Linked DNA regions of Mus musculus: region 2 is linked to region 1. A link is a contact called in public HiChIP or PLAC-seq data. All regions are on one chromosome and are shown on one strand. The core of a region is the stretch at or near the end of the contact, and the rest is flanking DNA. Distances in the headings are between cores, read along the strand shown. Region 1 has its middle 43 kb from the start of Gm32968. Region 2 overlaps Mthfsd (methenyltetrahydrofolate synthetase domain containing).

What was found. HiChIP or PLAC-seq counts read pairs in DNA pulled down with a chosen protein or histone mark.
Region 2: a contact with region 1 is called in an HNF4G HiChIP or PLAC-seq map of pancreatic cancer cells. The contact joins two enhancer-like sites.

The regions. Positions count from the first base shown.
Region 1 is chr8:120,282,043-120,287,398 of GRCm38.p6, reverse strand. It overlaps a transcript of Gse1 not described here. Among named protein-coding and RNA genes, the nearest start is that of Gm32968, 43 kb to the left of the region's middle. Within about 2 kb of position 2,203, at least 87 of the 459 cell types and tissues checked have an H3K27ac peak or open chromatin away from gene starts, as enhancers often do. A contact at or near this core is called in pancreatic cancer cells, where this site is marked.
Region 2 is chr8:121,097,149-121,102,504 of GRCm38.p6, reverse strand. Mthfsd (methenyltetrahydrofolate synthetase domain containing) reads left to right here. Exons shown (of 9, transcript NM_001372381.1): 6 at 969-1,081; 7 at 1,261-1,386; 8 at 3,353-3,797; 9 at 4,580-5,356. The coding sequence ends at 3,793. Among named protein-coding and RNA genes, the nearest start is that of Mthfsd, 8.5 kb to the left of the region's middle. Within about 2 kb of position 2,679, at least 14 of the 459 cell types and tissues checked have an H3K27ac peak or open chromatin away from gene starts, as enhancers often do. A contact at or near this core is called in pancreatic cancer cells, where this site is marked.

The sequences.
Region 1 (5,356 bases), core at 954-3,453:
AAAACAAAAACGATCAATACATAATGTAGATATTGGATATGCGGTATGATCTCGGGCCACCAGTGAAAGGAGTTGGGACCCACAGGTTGAGAACCTCTGTCTACAACTTCACACCTTGAAGGAGGAATATTAACAATGCCCCGGGATGGGGATATGGCTCAGCAGGCACAGTGGCTGTCCAGCACACACAACCAGGTGTGGTCATGCACATCTGAAATCTCCACACTCGGGAGGTGGAGGCAAGAGGTTCAAGAATTCAAGGTCATCCTTAGCTACATGGTGCGTTTGAGGTCGGTCTAGTTATAGAAGACCCTGTTTCTGTTTGGGTTTTTCTTTTAAAGAAAAGAAAAGGTCTGAATCCGAGTTCAGTCATTCAGTGCATGTGGCTCAGACGATTGAGGAGAGAGAGAGAGAGAGAGAGAGAGAGAGAGAGAGAGAGAGAGAGAGAAAGAGTGAGAGAGAGAGACACCCATCCCTCTAGGCCTCAGCGTCCTCACTTTTAAAACGGAGTCAACGGCAGTCCCAACCTATGTCTCATGACCTGGTGCCTTTGAGTCCAGAGGACAGGGTAGGGGTCCTACAGAAGCCACAGGGGTGAGAACACCTCCCAGGAGGATGGAGGCAGGGAGGAGATGAGACAATGTCTATGCCAGCCAGCCCACTAGGCAACCACTGTGTCTTAGGTACAGGTCTGCAGACCTCCCAGAAGACAAGACCAACCAGGCCCAGGCCCTCTCAGGGTTCTCCTCCTCTGGCCCATCAGTGTTTGGAGAGGCAGACCAGTGCTGAAGGGCCTGTCTCCTGCCTCTGGCTGGGCAACTTTAGGCCTTGGCATCTGCCCAGCCCAATGGCACAGAACAGAAATATCTGCCTCCTGCTGGCCCAGGTGACAGGTGCCACGACCAGCAGAAGCCGACCTTGCTGTGTAGGGGGTCGTGAGGCTGACCACAGGCTGGGCCACTCACCCCGTATCTCCTGAGTACCCATTCCGTTGTCAGTGTCATACTGGTGGCTGAAAGGTGATGGCAGACAAAACAGGCAAGTGTCCTTCCCTGAAGTGACAGGCTGTGTGGCTCTTCAGAAGGACAACCGCAAGGGCCTAGGATGGCTAGACTGGGCAGCTGTGACATATTCCATGTGTGTGTCAGAGAGAAGGAAACATGCCTGCATATATACATACATACATACATACATATATACATACACACACACAAGTCTATGTCGGCAGCTCACAGCCATGCCACTCACAAAAGCCCACATGAAACGCTGCCCCACCCCCAACAGGCTCGGTGGAAAAGCAAACTGAGCAGGTCACACCGAGGAATTCTATTCAGCCACGATGAATGGAACTTCCACATGGGTGACACCTGGATACCTGACGTTCAGTGGCAGAAGCCAGACATGAGGGACACACACGCACACACACACACAGAGTGTGATGGCCCCGACAAGGACTGCCTAGAGCAGGTAACATCAGAGGCAGACAGAGGGCTACGGCTGCCAGGGCTGGGGAGGGAAGGATGGGGGACCAGTCACGCAGGAGACAGGATTGGTTGGGTTCTGGAGGGCAGTGGGAATGTTCTCGAATTAAGCTGGTGATGGGCACACCATGTTGTGTGTGTTCAATTCTCAACCATTGAATACACCGAGTGGGTGGCTTGCGTGATCTGCGAGTTATATCTCAATAAGGCTGTCATAGAGGGGAGACAAAAAAAAAAGGAAGAAAGAAAAACCCCACTTACAGCTGCTCTTACAAATGCCAGCCCCACACACGGGAGCACGCTGAATTATAAAGCCGACGGGAGACTGCACGTATTGTTTTTATGATCAGAGACACGGGAAGGTGCTGGCAGGGCTCTGTTTCCATAGGAAGCAAGGGAGGTGGAAGCCTGCTATGCTCTCAATAGGCTTCTGGGCTCCTGCACACACACACACACACACACACACACACACACACACCTGCCCAGCCCAACAGGAGGCCTGGAGACACCCTGTGCTTCTGGGCTCCTGCACACACACACACACACACACACACACACACACACACACCTCTCCCCAGCCCAACAGGAGGCCTGGAGACACCCTGTGCTCTGTGGTTGCCCCAGCTGGAACTGGAACACACGTGCAAAGGAAGTACTGTAGAGTGTACTGCCAGCACTGGGTGAGGGGGTTGGGAAAGGTTTGTAGTATTAAGGAAGCTTGAGTGTAGCTGGGCAGTGGCAGCAGGCTCTCACTTGGAACCCAGGGGAGAGGCCTCCTGCAGCTCTGTCCTTCCTGGGTCCCGCCTCTCTCTGGCCCCACCCTTTCCATGCCTGGGAGTTCTTTGGCGCTTACAGCCCCTGGCACCCAGAGAAATGATCAGGTTGTGGGAGGGAGACTTGGGGCCATGAACACAGTTCTGTCCCTCTTGGTATGGTATAGCCAGCCACTGGCGACGAGGAGGCAGCTAGCCTACAGCCTGAGGAAGACAGTATCTCCCAGTTGTGCCTCCTGCTAGCTAAGCAAAACAAGGGCTATATTGACTCTGCATGGGCAGAGGAGGGCAGAGGGCATGGCAGCATTCAGACACCCAGACCTCACCAGGGAGCTGGCTCCTTCAGACTCTCTCCTTGGGGTCTCCTGCAAATACCCTCGATGGCTCTAACTGGAAGGGACACTGTGCAGCTGGCCACCAGATCAAACCACTCCTGACAATGATGCTGCACCCAAAGAGAGAAGCTGGGTCCTTAACTAAAGCCCTTCAGAGCAAGGGATGGGGTGATGGGACATGGCATTGGAGCATTCCCTGTAAGGTTCCAGCCAAGATGAGGTTCCCGAAGGACTAATGCTGGTGTGTAAATATTAGACACTTCTGTCTCCTTTGAGACCAATTACACAGATCATGGCGGCTCCCCCAGGATGCTGCCTTCCACCCACTGTACTGTCATTAACAGTCTATTAGGAACAGCTGCTCGGAGAGGGAGGCGGGAGCTCGGAGGAGAAGCGGGAAGGAGGGAAGAGGAGAGAAAGAGACAGAGAGAGACAGCTAGGGAGGCTAACGGTGATCTGGAGACAGTGAGACAGAAACATTAAAGATGTAGGAGACACGGAGAGGGTGAGACAGAGAGACGGGGGTGGGGTGGGGGTGGAGATGGGGAAATAGGGGAGATGGGAGGAGATAGAGTCGGAGGGTAGATAAATGGGAGGGGAGAAGAGGGGGAATAGAGGTGGGAGATGGACGAAGAGGAGGAGGGAGAGCAGCAGCAGCAGAGGCTCAGAGTCCAGGCCTTCCTGCCTTGCTTCCTTAGGAGATGAGCTATGCTCAGCCCAGGTCTCAGCTAGGGAGAGCTGCAGGGCTCCACACCAGGCCTCCGACGCTATGCTCACCCACAACCCTACAGGCTGGTGTTTCGTCTCTGCTGCTAGTGAGAGGAGAGGCTCCCCTGGAGAAGCCTGCAGACAGAGCCTCTCTGGGTGCACAGCCACCTGCCACACAGCTCTGGTCTGGGTGTCTCCATCGGAGACTATGGATCAGCTCCATCATGCCTGAGCCTCCTCCAAGATCAAGGCGAACAAGGAGAGAGGCATAGGCAGGGCTCTGAGGCCACGAGCTGGAGACCCACAATCAGTCCCACACTTCTGAACCCCAGTACATGCAGGTCCTTGGCTGGTAGTTTAGTTCAGGGTATGGGTACCTGAGCCAAGTTGGGGGGGAGGCAGAGAGGCAGAGAGAGAGAGAGAGAGACAGAGAGAGAGACAGAGAGAGGCAGAGGGGGGCAGAGAGAGAGGGGGCAGAGAAAGAGAGGCAAAGGAGACAGAGAGAGAGAGAGAGGTAGAGGGGAGCAGCGTGGGGCAGAGAAAGAGAGAGGCAAAGAGGCAGAGAGGCAAAGAAGAGAGAGAGAGGCAGAGGGGCAGAGGCAGAGAGGAAGAGAGGCAGAAAGAGAGGAAGAGAGGCAGAGAGAGAGAGCAGAGAGGCAGAGAAAGAGCCAGAGGCAGAGAGAGAGAGGCAGAGGAGCAGAGGCAGGCAGAGAGAGAGAGAGAGAGAGGCAGAGAGAGAGAGGCAGAAAGGCAGTTAAAGAGAGGCAGAGAGAAAAGCAGACAGGCAGAGGCAGAGGGGCAGAGGGGCAGAGGGGCAGAGGGGCAGAGAGGCAGAAGGAAGCCCTAGGTCCCAAGACAGGCCTCAGGTACCAGCTCACTCAGTCTCAGCTCCTCCTGTGCCCACTGGAAACAGCAGCCTCCCCTTCTCCACTCACCCAGGTGCCACTGCCATCTGTCCAATGTCCATCTGTCTGTCCATTTGAACAAATGTGCCCCAGCACGCTTCCCACACTTTAGACAGACGTAGGGTGCACAGTGCTGACTTTAGCACAGGGGACTCTTGTCGTCAGAGACAAAGGACAACAGCAGCCCACAGTGGTCACCGGTGCCTTGGTGGCAGCCCTGGGAACAGTGGAACAGCACTCTAGGCAGTGGGAAGTAGAAACTCAAAGGGCCAGAGATGGGAGGTAACAGGCCTGGGATGGGATATGTCAGTCAGAGAGGACGGTAGCAACCACTTGGTTAGCTCCCCCAGGCTATCAGTTAGAGACAAAGCAGCCCTGTGCAGTAGGAGCTGGGCCTGTGAGCTCTGCCCTCTTCAGCTCTGGCCAGGGTATTATGAGATGGCCTCAGACCCAGGTTGCTCCCAGAAAGTTTCCTGTTCACAGGCTTGTGAGCCCAGCACCCCTGGATGTCTGCCATCCCTCCAGGCTCCTTGGAATCTGGGGCCTCTAAGGAGGACAGGGGTGGAGCAGCCTGGCGCCGGAGTCCCCCCGCCCCCAGCCCCCAGCCCCGCTGGGATTTGGGGATATCAGGCCCCAAGCCCTGCAAAGCCTCCACAGCTCCCTCCTCCACGGCTGGGAGTAATTAGGTGACCAGGATATAAATTGTGGCTTGCTCCTGTGTATCTGTGGATCATATCTCCCAGAGAATGCCTCTGTGTGTGTGCATGTGTGCACGTGCGTATATATGTGTGTATATGTCTGTGTGAGCATATGTGTGTCAGAGTATGTATTGTATGTCTTTGTGTGTATACATGTATGTGTGTCTTTATGTGTGTGTGTCTGTGTGAGTATATGTGTATATGATGTATATCTGTGTATATGTATGTATGTGTCTTTATGTGTGTGTGTGTCTATGTGAGTATATGTGTGTGTATGTATATCTGTGTATATGTGTCTTTGTGTATGTTATATATATATATATATGTGTGTCTTTGTGTGTGTGTGTGTGTCTGTGTGAGTATATGTATGTGTATGTATATCTGTGTATGATTGTCTTTGTGTATATGCATGTATATGTATGTGAGTCTTTGTGTGTGAACGTGTGTGAATGAATG
Region 2 (5,356 bases), core at 1,430-3,929, 810 kb before region 1:
TCAGGTTCCCAGGCCTCCTATCCACCTCCCTCCAGACTCCCATGCACATGTGCCACCATGTGGGACAGTGGTTCTCAACTGTGGGTCGTGACCCCTTCGGTGCTTGCTTATCAGATATTTACGTTATGAGTTATAACTGTAGCAAAACCACAGCCATACACATGTACCACTGAGGTAACTGTATGGTTGGGGGTCAGCACAATGTGAGGAACTTTATTAAAGGGCTGCAGGGTAAAGATGGTTGGGGACCTCCTGCCAGTCTCCTGCCTCTCACCTCGCCATGTAGCCTGCATGTACTGTCTGCTGTCCCTCTGTCTCTGTCTCATTCCTCTGCCTGTGCGTTTTCTTCTCTCAGGAGCTCAGGCAGGTCTCAGTCTTAGAGAGTCATCTTAGTGGTGTGCTTGCTCCTGAGTGATGCTGTGGTGGTACCCAGACTCCAGGCGAGGAGAACCCAGGTCCACACTGGAATCCAAAGGCTGCTTGTTCACTGCTGTGGTCCTATGTTCTTCTGCCTGCATGGGCCCACGGCTGTGAAGCCCCACTGCACCCAGCCTCCCCTTTCCATCCGCCTTGCCTTCCCAGGACAGGAAAACCAAACACCTGTCCCTCGAAGTAGAGCTCTCTCCTCTGTCTTCACACACTGACTTCGGTTCTGATGGCAGAACCCCCGCCTTCCTCTGAGCCAGCCTCTTAGTGCTAACGGTAGGTCTGTGCCAGGGCACCTGGCCCTGCCCACTGCTTTTCACGGTGTCTTGCTGTCACGAGAGCCCCTCCAAGTGCCAGCGTGTTCACCGCACAGGGCATCTGAGGCTCCCTCAGTCACTGTGCACTTTCAGCGTTTGGTGCCTGTGGGTTCGTGTTCCGGGACCACCGTGGGTAACGGTGGACAAGAGGAACTCCGGGATCCCATCCTCTCCACAGAGGCCTGACAGGAATCCACTTCCACTGTGCCCCTTCTCCTCCCTCAGGCTGGCGAATTGGGAAAGGGGAAGGCTATGCTGATCTTGAATACGCCATGATGGTGTCAATGGGAGCCGTCCACAAGGGGACACCGGTTGTCACAATTGTCCACGACTGCCAGGTATGTCCTGCGGACCTGTGACAGGTGTCCCTGACATCGGCTCCGGGAGTTGGGGGTCGGGGGAGACACCTGCTCCTCCTCATGCACACCATTAGAGGTATCGAATGGCGATGGGCGATGCGTGGTTCCTGCTGGGCAGGCCCTGCTGTAACCTGACTGTCAACTCCCTCCCTGCCCAGGTCGTAGACATCCCCGAGGCTCTTGTGGAGGACCACGACCTCACAGTTGACTACATCCTCACTCCCACCAGGGTCATCACTACAGGCTGTGCACGCCCAAAGCCAACGGGCATCATGTGGTCCAAGGTGGGTCATCACACGGCCGACGTGGCACAGTGCCGTAGTGTCTCTCGTGGTGTTCCGTGTGTGTCCTGGCCGCTGCCCACTAGCCTGTGTGGATGGATATTAGCTGCAACTTTGAATGGTGTAGCCTGAATCACCTCTTGAGGCTGAGTCCTAGAGTCTTACCCAGAAAGCAGTGATGGGGGGGAGAGTCACTGCACTGTGGCTCCCTTGTCGATGGTTTTCATTCTTTCTGTCTCTGTTTCTGTGCGTGTGTGCATGTGTGTGCATGTGTGTGCATGTGCAGAGGCCAGAGATCAGCCTTGGACATTCTTCCTCAGGGTATGCACCACTGTGCCCTGCGGGCTTTCCAGTTTTGGTTGGTTTTGCAGCTCTTTGGGGTTGGCCTTACGGCCTTGTGATGCTGAGCTGCCTCACACAGGGCCCTTTGCTTATTTTGTTTTGGAGGCAGGGCTCACTGCCTAGGCCTCTCAGGTAGCCGGGATAACAAGCCTACACTGCCGGCCCCAACAAGGGATTGCAAACGTCTAGGCGGCTGACATGTGAAAGTGAAACCTGCCTTTAGTTTTTGGAGGATGGAATGGTTATCGTCTGTGTGATTAACACGTAGCGTTTTCATTTCATGTGGTGTGTTGACAGAGCATATTGACCATTCCTAATTGCCAGCCAGGAAAAGCAGGTCCCATGTTAGCCTGGGCAGCAGCAGCAACCTCTCAGTCTGTAAGCCCAGATGTGAGCAGCTGGGAAATGGCGGAGCCGGTAGGGCCATGCTGGGCGTCATCACTCCCTACTCAAAACAGGCTACTCTAGAGAGGAGTGATGCCTGGCTTCACCACAGCCTGAGCATCGAGACTTGTCGTTGTCTTGGTTTGAGCTGCTCAGCTTGGTAGGAAAGCAACTCAGCGCCCGAGAGCTGACCTGTTGTGCACACTGTAGAGAGCTGACCTCATGTGCACACTGTAGAGTCTGTCTCGGAGTCACGGCTCTCAGGGTCCCCAGGCTTCCAGCCACGTTTGTGCACATGGGTCAGGCTCCTGGCTCACCGTCCAGGGCACACTGTGTGCATGTGGTGTCCACCTGCCTTCCCCTGTCTCTGCAGGTTGTTGGGATATTGTGGCCAACTGTACCAGCCAGTTAGGGCCACCAGTGGCCTGTGCGTAATAAACCCCAAAGGCCGGCGCTGAGCTCCGACTGTTTATTTAGCGAGTCGGTGGCCCTGGGCTAGGGAGGATTGTATGAGTCATGCGCTGGGTCAGACCTGCCTGGCTGTGTGCATAGGGCCAGGCCTCGCTTCCATCCTAGAGATGTTCCTAAGCCCGTAGGACTCCATCCCAGCCGCAGGCACAGGAGAAGCTCACACCCTCCTGCCCGGAGGTAGGCAGGGAATCGCCCCCTGTGCTGTGAATACCAGTGACTGCAAGAACCTTTCGTAAGCAGGTAGCCCACAAAGGAGCCCAGTTCTTTCTACTTCCTGGGCCTCCAGGGAAAACAGAGGCCTGTTCCACCCTATATGGCACATGAAGGGCCAATCTGGACAGCTTCAGAGTGCCGCGAATCTCAGGCTGACGTGGGGTCAGCTGCGGGTTGGTGACTTTCTTAAGCAATGGAATCCCAGCCGGTTCTGACAGTGCAGGCTTCTCATGCCGACACCGTGGATGCTGAGGCAGGAGAATGGCAGGTTTGGTGTCCAGACAAACCTGGGCAATACGATGAGGCCTTGTCTCAAAGCAGAAAGAAGTGGCCGTGCTGTAGCCCAGTGATAGAACGCGTGTCCTGACTGTGAGGGCCTGTGCTTCACTTCCAGGGCGGTGGAGGCTTCTCTCCCCAGAGACTGAGCTGGGCCCTCAACAGCCTTCCGAACATATGGGGTGTGGCATTGCCAGAATTCCTCCTGAGCGTGTGGGCGTGGCCTTGGTATGACTACTCCTCAGACACCCTAAGACCCCCCTGTGGCTGCTTTCTCTTTCAGGTCAGCTGTGAGATGCTTACGAAAATCCCAGTGCTCAGGAACCTCCGGGAGAGAGAGAAACAGGCTGGGAAGGATGTCACTCTCCGGGACGAGCCTGGCAGCCAGCAGCCAGCTCCAGGCCCCATCAGGAGACCCCAGGATAGACCACAAACAGGTTCTCGAGGAGGGTCCCGTAGTCCCCTGCAGGGGGCGGACACCCAACTAGCTGCCACTGTGTGTGTGGGAAACCTGCCCTTCACTACTCGTGTGCGTGAGCTGAAGAGAGTCCTCCAGGAGCTGGGGGTGGTGCCCCTGAGGCTTACCTGGCAGGGGCCACAGCACAGGGCAGTTCTACACTATACAGACTCAGCTGCTGCCCAGCAGGCCGCCTCTCTCCTACAGGGCCTACGTCTGGGTGCCAACGCCTTGAGGGTGTCACTGGGGCAGCAGAGGGATATGTGACCTGGTGAGTAACCCCCAGCAGAGGAGTAGCGCCCTTTCTGCTGCTGGGATGTGTCTGCCGTGTGACAGTTTGCCGTGTGACAGTTTGCCATTGGTGATGACCGGCTGCCGTGTGAGGCACCTGCTCTGTTCTTCCTGGGAAGGGGCCATGCTTCCCTAATGGGCAGGGATGACGGCGAGCAGCCCATCTCGACACCCAGGATGCTGTGAGCTCTGGCCCATTCCTGGTCTGGTTCTTGTGAAATCCACGTGAGGTTCTCTGGGTGCAGAAGGTTCAGGGACAGAGCAGTCCAGACAAGAGGTAGACAATGGAGACCTGTTTCAGGGTGTTCAAGGAGAGCGGAGGCCTGCAGAGAAGAGGCCGTCTCGGGGATCAAGGGCATGTGGCCGAGCAGGGTGTCCTTACGACCACTGGGAACCCACTTAGCAGAACAGGAGCGGGGAGGGCGGGCTTCTGCATCCAGAGAACACAAACTTGGAGCTCTGTTCCTGGAGACGCTGCATTGTGAGCATGCGTGATGGCTGCTACCCAGGCAGCTTAGTCATGCCATCTCTCAGGTGAACATGGCGGCTGCCTGTGTGCTTTCAGAAGCACTTGTGCCGTTGAGCCTAAGGAAAAACAAGCATTAGGTGGAGGGTTTGTCCTGTTCAAACTGCACACCTGGGCAGTTTCTTGTTTTTACCAATGGGTCTTCCACAGCGTCTATTAGCATTGTCCTTTGTCCCAAAAGGGCAGGCCTCGCTCATATTAAAGGAAAAGAGCTTGTGACACACATCTCCTTGCAGGACTCAGCCTTGGAAAACGGCTAATTCAGTAACCAGCGCTTCCAAGCTGTCAGAGGTGCCATGAGGAGTGACTGAGGGACGCAGGCTCAGGCTGTGCTGGCCTCTGTCCTGGCCTGCGCCCCCTCCCACTCCTGCCCACCAGACACTGTCCACCCCACTCTCACCTGCTCAGCTTTCCTCGGGGGTTCCGCCTGCATTTGCACCCTTGCCTTCTTATCTTCTTACCATTGATGTCCCAGTGGGACAGCGCCTGCAGTTTAGCAGGATGGAGCTGTCTGTTCTTCCTGCTGCAGACCAGCGGGGCATGAGCAACTCAGGAAATCCATGTTACGTGAGCCAGAATAATCCAGATGCATTGACACACAGTCTAAGCTGCTTGTATGTTTGTGTAAAGTGTGTAAGTGCTGAAGCCTGGGTGCCCTCAATCTAAGCCCTGGTACAGGGTGAACCCTGTCTCAGGATACCTTTGAGGTCTGGTTCTCCAGGTGACGTGACCCACAAGTGACAAAAGTCACTGTGTCCTTTGTCACTACAGTTGTATAGCACACATAATCAAAATGGATAGAAAGCTACTGTCAGATGGCAAAGTGTCACTGCAGGGTTCTGGGCTCTTCCACACTTCCTCTCATGGTTTTCTGCTTTGCCAATGTGGGGACCTGAGCAAGACCTATTTGGAAGAGTTCGTTCTCAGGGCTGCAGTCACCCTGACTGGCTAACTTTGGGTAACTGTCGCTGTGATGCACCACCAAGACCAAAGCAACTTGGGAGGAAAGGGTT